Linked DNA regions of Sus scrofa: all the other regions are linked to region 1. Evidence: chromatin contacts called from public HiChIP or PLAC-seq data. All regions are on one chromosome and are shown on one strand. The core of a region is the stretch at or near the end of the contact, and the rest is flanking DNA. Distances in the headings are between cores, read along the strand shown.

Region 1 (4,939 bases), core at 722-3,221:
CATCATTATTTCTTGCTAATCAAAAATATACATGTTCTAAATTTCTCCTAAGAAGCCAGACACTGACAGGTGATTTGAAGCCAGGGCAGAGGATTACAATCTCCTGTGTTTAGCAAGCCAATGAAATCTAAAAAGTTACTCCAGTTCTTTTGAAACAGTATCCTCCAATCTTAGCAGAGAGACACAGCCCTGGGGGACTCAAGGGCTCTGTGACAGCCCAGGTTGCAGAGGAATGAAAAGCAAAACCTGAAAGCACCAAATCCTAGCCGCTGGACCACCAGGGAGCTAGAGAAAGACTTCAATATACTTCTGTTCCAAAGTCTCAAACCAGTGGAACAAGTACTCAAACCAAACAAACAAAAAGACGTAACAATGAGAAAAACACTCACTCTGGCAGAAAACAAACAAAAAAAAAGAAGCAGCCAGAGTCACTGAGCAGCTAAAGGTAAGTGCAAGGTACTATAGCACACAATAGTCCTTTTCTTCCACTTACCAAGTGCCTGCTTTGTGCTAAGCACTTTACAAACACTGACTTCCGCCAGTCTCACAACTACAACTACCCGGAGATTTCTATCAATCTTCCCAATGACTGCCAGTAAACCTGAGACCCAGAGATTTCATAACTTGCTCAAGATCAGAATGTAGAGAATCAGGGATGCTTTTTTCAGGCAGGTGAGATGCATTAAATGATGACGCTCATGAAATGATGATACAGATAACAACGGCAGTTAACATTTACTGGATACTGATTATGTGTCAGGCACAGTTCTAGGTTCTTTTCATGCAATAACCCAATTAATTTTCACAACAGTCCTATGAGGTAGAGACTCTTACTATTCTAATTTCAGAGGAAACTGAGGCTCAGGGAGGCGACATAACACTGGATGAGTCAGGATTTATATCTAAGCTGTGTGCCCAAGGCCCAAGATCTAACAAGTACAGAAATTAGCTCACTATCTTGAGCACCTACTATATGCTGGGCAGTGTGCTAGCCCCACAGAATACATACCTGCGAGGAGCTTTCAGCCAGTTGGGGGACAGAGACAAGTCATGAGCCAATGGCAATACCAGGTCCCAGATGCTATAGAGGTCCTAGTCTCTTATCCTATCAGTTAAGAAGCTAAGGAGTACACAGAAGCAGCAACAAGCCCAGTCACGGAGGGATAGGTTGCAGATTTAAGAACTCAAGTCCACTCCAAGGCTTGAAGGGAAAGGTGAGGGAAGGCACAAATGTTCCAGAAAGAGCAAAATAGGAGTTCCTGTCATGGCTCAGCAGAAACGAATCTGACTAGTATCCATGAGGACACAGGTTCGATCTCTGGCCTTGCTCAGCAGGTTAAGGATCTGGTGTTGCCATGAGCTGTGGTATAGGTCACAGATGCGGCTTGAATCCCTTGTTGCTGTGGCTGTGGCGTAGGCCAGCGGCCACAGCTCCGATTCGTTTCCAGCTAGCCTGGGAACCTCCATATGCAGCAAGTTTGGCCCTAAAAAGACCAGGAAAAAAAAAAAAAGCACTGCTGGGAAAACTGGACGGCTACATTTAAACAAAAATTTTTACAATCTTTTTACATTTAAATAAAACATTTTTTTAAAAGCATGTATCAAAGACATCACACAAAAAGGAAACTTTTCCTCAGGACCAGAGATGGAAAAATCCTTAACAAAATATTAGCAAACTGAATCCAGCAACATATAAAAAGGTATACATACACATCATAGCCCAGAAACACAAGGGTGGCTTAATATCTGAAAATCAAATAATGTAATGCATCATATAAAGAGAATAAAGAACAAAAACCACACAATCATTACAATTGATGCAGAAAATGAACTTGACAAAATTCAACACATGTTCATGACAAAAACTCTCAACAAACTAGGGATAAAAAAAAAGAACTTCCTCAATCAGATAAACAGCAGCTTTGAAAAACCCACAGCCAACATCATACTTGGTGATGAAAGACGGAGGAACAAGGCAAGATGAGGAACAAGGCAAGGATGTTCACTTTTGCCATTTCTATTCAACATTGTGCTATAAATGGAAACTGTGTACTAAAGCTAATAGTTAATCAATTAAAGCCATCCAGATTGAAAAGAAAGAAGTGAAATTGCTTTTATTTGCCAATCACCTATCTTCTACCTAGAAAATTCTAAAAGCCACAAAACAACAATTAGAACTAATAAACAAGTTGAGCAAGATCACAGACTACAAGATCAATATATAAAAATTAATTGTATTTTTTACATACCAGTCAAAAATAAAATTAAGAAAAACTGTTCCAGGAGTTCCCTGAGTTCAGTGGGTTAAAAATCTGATGTTGTCACTGCTGCGGCTCAGGTTGCTGCTGTGGCATAGGTATGATCCCTGGCCCAGGAACTTCTGCATGTCACGGGTGTGGCCAGAAACAAACAAATGAACAAATAAATAAAAGTATTTCACTAAAAAAAAGAAAAGAGGAGTTCCTGTCGTGGCACAGTAGTTAATGAATCTGACTAGGAACCATGAGGTTGCAGGTTCGATCCCTGCCCTTACTCAGTGGGTTAACGATCTGGCATTGCCGTAAGCTGTGGTGTAGGTTGCAGACGAGGCTCGGATCCTGCATTTCTGTGGTTCTGGCGTAGGCTGGTAGCTACAGCTCCAATTAGACCCCCTAGCCTGGGAACCTCCATATGCCGCAGGAGCGGCCCAAGAAATGGCAAAAGACACACACACACAAAAATTAAATTAAATTAAAAAAAATTAAAAAAAGAAAAGAAAATAGTTCCATTTACAGTAGCTTTAAGAAGAATAAAATATTTAGGAATAAATTTTTAAAAAAGACTCATATACTGAAAATTACAAAACACTGCTAAGAGAAATGAAAGAAGATCTAAATAACTGGTGAGACAGTCCATATTCATGGACTGGAAGATTCAATATTGTTAGGGTGGCAATTTCCCCAAGTTGATCTATAGAGGAGGTGCAATTCCTATCAAAATCCTAGCAGGCTTTTTTGTTGAAACTGACAAGTTGACCCTGAAATTTATCTGGAAACACAAAGGATCCAAAACAACTTTTAAAAAGAACAAAACTAGAGGATTTATACTACCCAATTTCTAAGCAATTATAAAGCTAAAATAGTCAAGACGCTGTGGTAAGGATAAGCAATAAAGACCAAGGAACAGAATTAAAAGTCTAGAAATAAATCTTTACAGTTACTTGCAGTACACTGATTTTCAACAAAGTTGCCAAGGCTAGTCAAGAGGGAAAGGATAGTCATTTCAACAAATAGTGCTTGGACAACTGAGTAGCCATATGTAAAAGAAGCCTCAAACCATACACAAAAATTAACTCACAATGGATCACAGACCTAAATAGAAAAGTTAAAATGATAAAAACTTCCAGAAGAAAAGCTAGGAGAGAATCTTTGTGACACTGGGTTAGGCAAAGATGTCTTAGATACATGCCAAAAGCACAACCTATATTTGAAAAATTGATAAACTGGATTTCATAAAAATTTATAACTTTTACACTTCATAAGAGATCATTAAGAAAATGATAAACAGGAGTTCCCGTCGTGGCGCAGTGGTTAACGAATCTGACTAGGAACCATGAGGTTGCGGGTTCGGTCCCTGCCCTTGCTCAGTGGGTTAACGATCCGGCGTTGCCGTGAGCTGTGGTGTAGGTTGCAGACGCGGCTCGGATCCCACATTGCTGTGGCTCTGGCGTGGGCCAGTGGCTACAGCTCCGAAGACCCCTAGCCTGGGAACCTCCATATGCCGCAGGAGCGGCCCAAGAAATAGCAACAACAACAAAAAAGACCAAAAAGAAAAAAAAAAAAGAAAATGATAAACAGGCCACAGACTAGGAGAAAGACCCTTGTAAATCACATATCTGATAGGGGAATTGTATGCAGAATATATAAAGTTTGTCAGTATCTTTAAATAGTTAAACTTACCATACCATCCAGTAATTCTAATCAGGCAATATTACAAAGCTATAGTAATCAAGATAGTATGGTATTGGTACCAAAAGAGACATACAGACTAATGGAAGAGAATAGAGAGCCTAGAAATAAACTCAGACACCTCTGGTCAATTAACCTTTGACAAAGGAGGCATTTGCCCAAGAGAAAAGGAAATATATGTCCATAGAAAGACTTGCACATGAATGTTCCTACAGCTTTGATCACAACAGTCCAAAACTGGGAACAATCCAAATGCCCATCGATTGGTGAATGAATAAACAAAAAATGTAGTAAAGCCATACAACAAAATACTACTTAGTAATAATAAAAAGGAGTGAAGCACCAGTTCATGTTACAACATCTATGAACTTCAAAAACATTATGTTCAGTAGACACCAGATGCAAAAGTCCATATATTGTATAATTTCACTTACATGAAATGCCCAGAAAAGGCAAATCTATAGAGATAGAAAGTAGAACAGTGGTTGGCTGGTTGTAGGAACAGGATTATTGACTCTAAGTGTCAAGACTTTAATTGTAAGGGAAGTTGTTGGGGTGACAGAAATGTCACTTTTTGTCACTGTGAAGATGGTTGTACAAGTCTATACTAAAAATTACTGAACTGTATATTTAAAATGCGTAATTTTATGACGTTAAATGATACCCTCATAAACCTGAAAGGGGAAAAAAAAATCAGCTAGGGGGAGGTATAGATGAAACAAGTCTGGCAATATAATGGTAATTGCTGAACTTGGGTGATGGGTTACAGGGGTTCTTTATACTATTTCTTCTACTTTTATGTATGTTGAAAAAATTTTAAAAACCATACATTTTTTATGTGCATAAAAATACTCTGGAGGACTTTTTTTTTTTTTTTTTTTGGTCTTTTTGCCTCTTCTAGGGCCTCACCCATGGCATATGGAGGTTCCCAGGCTAGGGGTCCAATTGGCGCTGTAGCCACTGGCCTATGCCAGAGCCACAGCAACTCGGGA
Region 2 (4,939 bases), core at 1,696-4,195, 230 kb before region 1:
GGAAAAGCAACCAAAAGAATGATTACATTGGAGTTCCCTGGTGGCTCAGTGAGTTAAGAAGCCGGTGTTGTCACTGCTGTGGGTCTGGTTTGATCCCTGGCCCAGCCAAAAAAAAAAGAATGACTATAAAGTAGAAACGGACTCCAGACTTCTCAAATGCAATAACAGAAACAAGAAAACAAGGAAATGTCATCTTCCTACAAGGGAAAATGATCAACTACAAATCATTACACAAGTAAGATGCCATCTAAGAGCAAGGACAAAGAAAGAGTCCTTAAGATGTACAAAGGTACATGAATACGAAAGAAATGAAACTCAGAAGAACAGGATGCAAGAAGCAATGTCAAACTAATAAACTTGTAATATTTCAACATAAATACTTCTAAACATTTTTTTAATGCCTACCTTTGAGAGACCTAAAAGTAAGGTGGAACAAGAGACGAGAACGGGAGAGATAAAACACTCAGAATAAAAACATTTTAAAATGCAACTGCCGTTCATGAGGAGAGAGCTATTCAATTTAGATTAAGTCTTCATGTTGAAAAATGTAAAGGTAACCTGTATACCAGAAAAAGAACAAACAACTTCCAAGCCAGTAGAGGGTAGAAAGGAGGAATAAAAGGAGTCCATGCTACAACATGGATGAACCCTTTAGGGTTCATTATGCTAAATGAAAGAAGCCAGTCACAAAAGGACAAATATTCTACGATTGCACTTACATGAGGCACTAGTCAAATTTACAGAGACAAGAAAGTAGAAGGTTGATTGCCAGGGGCATGGAGGAGGAAGGAATGGGGAGTCAGTGTTTAATGGGTACGGAGTTTCAACTGGAGAAGGTTCTGGAGACAATGGTGACTGCTGTACAACAATGGGAACATACTTACTAATGCCATAAAACTGCACATTTTTTGGTTGCTCCAAAACATATGGAGTTCCCAGTCCAGAGATCACATCTGAGCCATAGTTGCAATTTACATTGAAGCTGTGGCAACACCAGATCCATAACCCAATGTGCTGGGCCGGAGATCAAACCTGTTTCCCAGCTCCAGAGATGCTATCGATCCCACTGTGCCACAGTGGGTATTCCAAAACGTACATTTTTAAATGTCTGAAATGTTAAATTTTGTTATGTATATTTACCACAGTAAGAAAGAAAATCCCCATTACGTCCCAGTGGTAACGAACCCGACCAGCATCCATGAGGATGAGGGTTCTATCCCTGGCCTCTCTCAGTGGGTTAAGGATCTGGCACTGCCGTGAGCTGTGGTATAGGTCCCAGACTCGGCTCAGATCCTGCACTGCTCTGGCTATGTCACAGCTCCCATTCAGCCCCTAGCCTGGGAACTTCTAGATGCCACAAGTGTGGCCCTAAAAAGCCAAAAAAGGAAACCCAAAAGCTCTAACAATCAGAAACCTGAATACACAATGTGGTAGCTAGTCTCTAAAAATGACTCCAATGGGAGTTCCCATTGTGGCTCAGCAGTTAAGGATCCAGTGTTGCCACAAGCTGCAGCATGGGTTGCAGATGCAGTTAGGATCCTGTCCTGTTGTGGCTGTGGTATAAGCCTGCAGCTGCAATTCAGATTTGACCCCTAGCCCAGGAACTTCCATATGCCACAAGTGCAGCCATAAAAAAGTTAACTAAAAAAATAAAAATAAAAATGATCCCCATGGAGTTCCCATCATGGCTCAGTGGTTAACGAATCTGACTAAGAACCATGAGGTTGCAGGTCCAATCCCTGACCTCGCTCAGTGGGTTAAGGATCCGGCGTTACCGTGAGCTGTGGTGTAGGTTGCAAACGCAGCTCAGATCCCATGTTGCTGTGGGCTCTGGCGTAGGCCTGCGGCTACAGCTCCAATTCGACCCCTAGCCTGGGAACCTCCATATGCCAGGGGAGCGGCCCAAGAAAACGGAAAAAAGAGAAAGAAAAAAAAAAAAAAAGATCCCCATGAATGAAGCTGCCTGCTATTTCTGTCCCTGTATAGTCCCCTCCCACTGAATCTGGGCTGATCTTTTGATTTGCTTGGCATGATGGAATGTAGCAGAGGTGGCCCTATGCCAATCCTGGGCTTGAGCCTTAAGAATGCCTGGCAACCCTTGCTTTTGCACTTTTAAGAGCCCTGAAGCTGCCATATAAAAAAGTTGGATGGCCCTGCCAGAGAAACAGTGCAGGAAGGACTGGGCAAAGGGGAAAAGTGCCAAGACCACATGAAATGAAAGCGCAGCCACCCCAGCAACAACCAAGCTAAGCTCTGCTTTCCAGCTACCTCTACCAAGCTGCCAAAAGTGTGAACTGTCTTGGCCCTTTCAGTTTAATACATGTCCACATGTTTGCAACCCCAGCTCATGTGGAGCTGAAGAACCACCCTACCAAGTCCAATCAACCCACAGATTGATGAAACATGATCAAAATGGTTGTTGTTTTAAGACAATAAACTTTGCATTGGTTTATTACACCATAATACGCAACTAAAAACAAACAACATAGCCTTAATATATAAAGAATGAACTGATCGCAAGGAGAAACTGACAAATCAACAAAAGGAGACATTTTTCAAATTGATATTTAAAGTAGGTTTAAAAATTAAAGATACAGGAGTTCTCTTGTGGCTCAGTGGGTTAAGGATCTGGCATTTCACTGTAGCGGCTCAAGTAACTGCTATGGCACAGGTTCAGTTCCTGGCCCAGTTTCTGCATATATTTAGAAATTTCTTAAAAACCTCAACACTTTAATTCATGAATAAGATTTCATAATAATTTAAAATATTCAGAACTGAAAAAATATTTTAAAAGTATACATGTCAAAACTTGTGGGGCCATGTCTACCAACGGAGTACACAAAGTAAATACAACCCTTTTCAAACTATCTGGGTTAAAGGACCAGTTCTGGTTTCTTTTCCCCAGCCCATCAAAGACCAATATGTGGTCCCACTGCACATGACTCATACACATGACTCACTGTGTGAGCCTGAAAACACCCAAGCTGACCTACACTCTGATCTAGATGGGGATGAGTCCAATAATCATGCTCAGATGTTGTGGCAATGTCAAACTGTGGTAAGTTTCTAAACATTCCAGATTTCTGTACTTACCTCATTATAGACAGGAACAATAATTCACATACTGATATCAGTCTATGGATTAATACTGACAATGGTAAATCCACAAACTAAAGTACTCTACAGCTCTAAAGAGGAATGAAGAATATCTCTACACATGGCTATGGAGTGATCTCCTGGAAACACTGTTTAAGTTAAAACATAAATAAAGTGGGGAAAAATGTGTATAATGTCTAAATGTCTTCTAAAAAAGGAAGATACAAAAACAAATGTTATGCTTATATTTCTGAAAAGGAAGGAAAATAACAAAAATAAATAAATAAAATGCTTACCCACTGGGAAAAGATGGACCAAGCAAAGGGGACTGGAAAGAAGCTAGAATTCACTGAATAAACACTGTGCTGTACAAGTTCCCATTGGGGCTCAGTGGTAATGAATCTAAATAGTATCCATGAGGATGCAGGTTTGATCCCTGACTTTGCTCAGTGGGTCAAGGATCTGGCATTGCCATGAGCCACAGTACAGGCCACAGACGCAGCAGATTTGGCATTGCTGTGGCTGGCCACAGGTCAGCGGTTGTAGCTCTGATTCAACCCCTAGTTTGGGAACTTCCATATGCCACAGGTGTGGCCCTAACAATAAAAAAAAAAAAAAGAAAATAACAACAAAAAAACCAAAATCACTGTGCTGTATGTACATTTACCATACGTAAATATCTTATATCATTATAAAGCAAAATTAGGAGTTCCCGTCATGGTGCAGTGGTTAACGAATCCGACTAGGAACCATGAGGTGGTGGGTTCGATCCCTCGCCTTGCTCAGTGGGTTAAGGATCCTCCATTGCCGTGAGCTGTGGTGTAGGTTGCTGATGCAGCTCGGATCCCACGTGGCTGTGGCTCTGGCGTAGGCCAGTGGCTACAGCTCCAACTGGACCCCTAGCCTGGGAACCTCCATATGCCGTGAGAGCGGCCCTATAAAAAGATTAAAAAAAAAAAAAAAAAAAAAGGATTATACAGCAAAATTAAAATTTATAAAAGCCACGCCCACAGCATGCAGAAATTCCCAGGCCAGGGATCAGGCCCACACTAAAGCAGTGTCAACGCTGGATCCACAACCCACTGAGCCTTAACCCACTGAGCCCCAGGGAACTCTAAGCAATCTCTTCTTTAAAAAAAGTAGGTAAAACTAGTAAACCAAACTACATATCAGGTTGATGGCATAACCACAAACAAATGAATTATTTCAAGTGATTTTTAAATTGCAATGATTTGTAAGGCCACAGTAAGATATACCCTACAGCCAAGAACAAAAAAAACCCTTTACTATAATCATATTGGTGGTGCTGCTGGTGCTGGTATTGTTATTCTGAGACTACTGGAAAAAGCAAATGAGCAAATTATGTGGTTTCACTGGGAATCAAAATTTCCACATAAGGATATACACCTGTAAAACTGAAAATAGTCAAGCCAAAAAACCTATAATCTTGAACTTGAATTGGAATTATAAGAACTCATGAAATATTTTATCTTTTTATACACACACACACACACACACACACACACACACACGTGGGGGATCTAAAGCAGAGCACAGCAATTTCCTGAGCTGAGCAGAGACCACAGCTGAGATGGCAGGAGGCTACACAGAGAATTCCAGAGACAAGGAAGCTTTGCAGAAAAAGACTTCCAAAAATCTGCACAGGGTCTCTGCATATGTATAGGATGAAATTCCGAAAGGCTGCACAATGAATGGCTGAATAATTAATTCCCAGAGGTAATCCCCCCACATCTTCCCTCAGCACAAGGCCTAGAGAGTTAGAAGTTATAACTAGTTAGAGTGGAGTGGCATTGTTAAACATCTCAGGCATTTGGTGGAGACC
Region 3 (4,939 bases), core at 1,375-3,874, 150 kb before region 1:
GGAATAGTTCTATATTTGCTTACACATACAAAAAATATATCTGGAGAGATAAGCCAGAGCCTAGTAATGACACTGGTTGCCTGTAGGGAAAAGAGCTGGGTGGCTGAGGGCCAGGAGTGTAAGGGAGGCTTTTCATTGTATATCTTATTATTCCTCTTGAGTTTTTAATTCTGTGAATATATCACTTAATTGGAAAAAAATGAAATTAGGGGAGAAAAAAGATGGAAAAATTTTGTGAAATTAACCAAATAATTTCAGGTGTTAAAACTCAGGTGTTTCCTCTTTTCATCTATTCATTTTTACTAATCACCATGAATAATGTTTTGGCTGATGAACTAAGGGCCCTAGCAATAGAACTATTTGTCTCAACTTCATTGTGAAGTTTGATTTAAAAAGCTCCTAGCATGTAAATCAATGAAATTGGAACACACCCTCACACCATGCACAAAAATAAACTCAAAATGGCTTAAAGACTTAAACATTAGACAAGACACCATCAAACTCCTTCAAGAGAACATAGGCAAAACATTCTCTGACATCAACCATACAAATGTTTTCTTAGGTCTCCCAAGGCAACAAAAACAAAAGTGAAAATAAACTAATGGGACTTAAACTGACAAGTTTTTGCACAGCAATGGAAACTGCAAAAGAAAAAAAAAAAAGACAACCTATGGAATGGGAGAAAATAGTTTCAAATGATGCAACTGACAAGGACTTAATCTCTAAAATGTACAAACAACTTATATAATTCAACAGCAAAAAAGCCAACAACCCAACTGAAAAATGGGCAAAAGACCTGAATAAACATTTCTCCAAAGATATGCAGATGGCCAACAAACACATGAAAAAAATGTTCAACATCACTAATTATTTGAGAAACACAAATCAAAACCACTATGAGGTACTACCTCATACCTCTCAGAATGGCCATCATTAACAAGTCAACAAAAAACAAATGCTGGAGAGGGTGTGGAGAAAAGGGTACCCTCCTACACTGTTGGTGGGAATGTAAATTGGTACAACCACTATGGAGAACAGTATGGAGGTAACTCAGAAAACTAAATATAGAACTACCATATGACCCAGCAATTCCACTCCTGGGTATGCATCTGGACAAAACTTTCCTTGAAAAAGACACATGCACCCTTATGTTCATTGCAGCACTATTCACAATAGCCAAGACATGGAAACAACCTAGATGTCCATTAACGGAGAAATGGATAAAGAAAATGTGGTACATATACACAATGGAATATTACTCAACCATAAAAAAGAATGAAATAATGCCATTTGCAGCAACATGGATGGAACCAGAGACTCTCATACTAAATGAAGTCAGAAAGAGAAAGCCAATTACCCTATGATATCACTTATACCTGGAATCTAACATATGGAACAAATGAATCTTTCCACAGAAAAGAAACTCATGGACTTGGAGAACAGACTTGTGGTTGCCAAGGGGGAGGGGGAGGGAGTGGGATGGATGGGAACCTGGGGTTAATGGATGCAAACTATTGCATTTGGAGTGAATAAGCAATGAGAACTATATCTAGTCCCTTGTGATGGAACATGATGGAGGATAATGTGAGAAAAAGAATATATACATGTATGACTGGGTCACTTTGCTGTACAGTAGAAATTGATAGAACACTGTAAACCAACTATAATGGAAAAAATAAAAATAATAATAAAAAAAAAGCTTCTATGAGATCTATCGCAGTGGAATCTTTAACTTTCTAATGTCAATGTAACATACCATGTAGCCTCAGCCACAAGAGCATTCAGAGGAAAGATGTCAAAATAACAGACTAATAGCAAGAGTTCAATCCCTGGCCTAGGTTCAGGCCACATGCCACAGGTGTGGCAAAAAAAAAAAAAAAAATATATATATATATATATATATGTGTGTGTGTGTGTGTGTGTGTGTGTGTATGTGTGTGTGTGTGTTTTTTTATTACAGGCACAATTTATAAACATGAGATAATTTTTTTTTTTTTTTTTTTTTTGTCTTTTTGCCATTTCTTGGGCCGCTCTCGCTGCATATGGAGGTTCCCAGGCTAGGGGTCCAATCAGAGCTGTAGCTGCCAGCCTACGCCAGAGCCACAGCAATGTGGGATCTGAGCCGCGTCTGCGACCCACACCACAGCTCACGGCAACACCCCGGATCGTCAACCCACTGAGCAAGGGCAGGGATCGAACCCGCAACCTCATGGTTCCTAGTCAGATTCGTTAACCACTGCGCCACGACGGGAACTCCGAGATCACTTTTTTGTAAGCCAAACTATTGTGTGAACTGTCTGAATATTTTCAAACTATCTCTTAAAAGTACATACAAGAACCACAGCATCTCAAACTAGCACAAATTATTTGAGGGCTGCAGAGCAATCAATATCAAAACACTGAAATACAATTCTTGACAAGTAACACTCTCTTAAAACAGTAACTCCATTTCTTGGAATTATTTTAAGGCCATCATTGAATAACTGAATACATGTGTAAGATATAAGTATATACTTAGGTTTATCTCAGCAATATCTCTAAACCACTTTAATACTCACTGATGAGGGATTGGTTAGATTATGACACAGCTCTATAATGGGAAATGAAGCAGTCATCAAGAATGGCAATAGGGAGTTCCTGTCATGACTCAGCAGTAACGAATCCGACTACTATCCATGAGGGTATGGGTCAGACCCCTGGCCTCACTCAGTGGGTTAAGGATCCAGCATTACTGTGAGCTGTGGTGTAGGTCACAGACTCGGCTTGGATCTGGTGTTGCTGTGGCTGTGGTGTAGGCCAGCAGCTGCAGCTCTGATTTGACCCCTAGCCTGGGAACTTCCATATGTTGAAGACAAGAAAGAAAGAAAGAAAGAGAGAGAGAGAGAGAGAGAGAGAGAGAGAGAGAGAGAGAGACAGGGAGGGAGGGAGGGAGGGAGAGAGGAAGGAAGGGAGAGAGAGAGAAAAGAAAGAAAGAAAAAGAAAGGCGATAAACTGCTAGGCATTTACTTATGGGAAAATGCTCATGACATTTCGTTGAGTGAAAAAAAAGCAGGCTGCCAAAGAGAACAGTTACTATGATGCAATTTATGTTTATATGTGTACATGTACATGTGCAGAGAAAAGGAGGAGAAATATGAAGGAGACAGTGTAAAGTCATGGTTAAAATCATGAACTTTAGTATTCAGCGGGTCAGGATTTTAATTTCTGCTGTGCCACTTAGCTAGAGAATCTTGAAAAAGGCGAGTGATATTGATCTCTGGGGGTGAGCTTGCAAGTGACTATGTTTTGTTTTCTTTGGCCTTTTTTTTTTTTTGTCTTTTGTCTTTTTGGTGGTGTTGTTGTTGCTATTTCTTGGGCCGCTCCCGAGGCATATGGAGGTTCCCAGGCCAGGGGTTGAATCGGAGCTGTAGCCACCGGCCTACGCCAGAGCCACAGCAACGCGGGATCCGAGTCGCGTCTGCAACCTACACCACAGCTCATGGCAACGCCGGATCGTTAACCCACTGAGCAAACTCAGGGACCAAACCCGCAACCTCATGGTTCCTAGTTGGATTCGTTAACCACTGCGCCACGACGGGAACTCCTGTTTTCTTTGGCCTTCTTGATGGGTGCAATTATTTTTTTCTTATAACCAAGCAGTGAGGATGGTCATAAAGCTATTTTTTTCTTTGGGGAAAAATGTCTAGTACCTTGGTTTCAGCTTACGTATCTTAGGAAGACAGGCTACTTATCTAGAAAGAAATGTAGAAAGGTCACAGGAAAGAAACATGAACAAATAAATGCCTACCCTTAATTCAGATTGGCGCCATGCACTCTCTGTCATTTGATGACCCCAACAGGCAAACAAAGAAAGCATTTATCTAGGGAAAAAAGAGGCAAAGAAATCCTATTTTGTGAAACATTCATAAAAAATATATTCAAGTCTCTAGAACACTAATTCAGAATCAACGCACGTCTGGGGTGTTGTCATATTCAATAGTCACAACTCACAGTATAGTAAGAGTTTAATGTGTATTCCTCTTCTAATTTTCAAAACCACCTTATGGGGAATAGGTATGAGCCCTATTTTTTTTTTTTTCTTTTTTTTAGGACCACACCTGTAGCATATGGGTTCCTGGGTCAGAGGTCAAATCAGAGCCGCAGCTGCCGGTCTATGCCACGGTCACAGTAACACAGGAGCTGAGTTGCATCTGTGACCTATACTGCTGCTTGTGGCAACACCAGATCCTTAACCCATTCAGCAAGGCCAAGGATTGAACCCATATCCTCACAGACACAGATTCTTAACCTGCTGAGCCACAACGGTAACTCCTAAAAATCCTATTTTAAACTTATTTTAAACACACACACACACACACATATACACATGTATATCAATATAAGTATAGATTAAAACAATTCAAGTTGCACGTGTGAGTACCCAGTAAATAAGTAAAATCTTCCCGCTACCCCTGGGGAGACACCTGAAACACCTACAAGCATTAATATATCTATATTGCTTCTCCACTTTATTTTTTAATTCAAGCATAAGTATAGTGTCTACCATTCTCCATCTTACTTTACAGATCTTGGAAACAACCCCACCCTCCATCCCCACTCTTTAAGTAGCTGCCTAGATGCCATGGTACAGTTGTCTTACAATGTATTTGATTAGTCTCCTGCTGAGGGACCCTCTGATAGTTACTGGTCTTTGCTAGTGCAAATAATGCTGCAATGAATATCTCGAACACCTACCTTTAGGTACACATGGGGGTTAGTAGTTAAGAGCTATTCCTAGAGGTGTCAACACTATGCATGTTCCTTTTTGACAGAGGGCACTGTCTTACCCACTTCCCAGGCTGTACCATTTATCTGCCCACCAACACTGCCCACATGACCCTAATATTCCGAGCTCACACACTGACCCACCACTAAGCTATGAAGCTGGAAGAGCCTCTGT

What was found. HiChIP or PLAC-seq counts read pairs in DNA pulled down with a chosen protein or histone mark.
Region 2: a contact with region 1 is called in an H3K27ac HiChIP or PLAC-seq map of alveolar macrophages. The contact joins two enhancer-like sites. A contact is called at or near these places in 1 of 5 promoter capture datasets (fetal liver) and 1 of 2 datasets of contacts at active chromatin or transcription factors (alveolar macrophages).
Region 3: an H3K27ac HiChIP or PLAC-seq map of alveolar macrophages shows a contact between it and region 1. The contact joins two enhancer-like sites. A contact is called at or near these places in 1 of 5 promoter capture datasets (fetal liver) and 1 of 2 datasets of contacts at active chromatin or transcription factors (alveolar macrophages).

What each region holds. Positions count from the first base shown.
Region 1 is chr17:35,774,458-35,779,396 of Sscrofa11.1, reverse strand. The region is part of intron 1 of TM9SF4 (transmembrane 9 superfamily member 4); the gene reads right to left. Among named protein-coding and RNA genes, the nearest start is that of TM9SF4, 12 kb to the right of the region's middle. Within about 2 kb of position 1,971, at least 6 of the 83 cell types and tissues checked have an H3K27ac peak or open chromatin away from gene starts, as enhancers often do. A contact at or near this core is called in alveolar macrophages, where this site is marked.
Region 2 is chr17:36,009,992-36,014,930 of Sscrofa11.1, reverse strand. All of the region lies in intron 4 of ASXL1 (putative Polycomb group protein ASXL1), which reads right to left. Among named protein-coding and RNA genes, the nearest start is that of ASXL1, 26 kb to the right of the region's middle. Within about 2 kb of position 2,945, at least 14 of the 83 cell types and tissues checked have an H3K27ac peak or open chromatin away from gene starts, as enhancers often do. A contact at or near this core is called in alveolar macrophages, where this site is marked.
Region 3 is chr17:35,928,651-35,933,589 of Sscrofa11.1, reverse strand. All of the region lies in intron 1 of KIF3B (kinesin-like protein KIF3B), which reads right to left. Among named protein-coding and RNA genes, the nearest start is that of KIF3B, 17 kb to the right of the region's middle. Within about 2 kb of position 2,624, at least 5 of the 83 cell types and tissues checked have an H3K27ac peak or open chromatin away from gene starts, as enhancers often do. A contact at or near this core is called in alveolar macrophages, where this site is marked.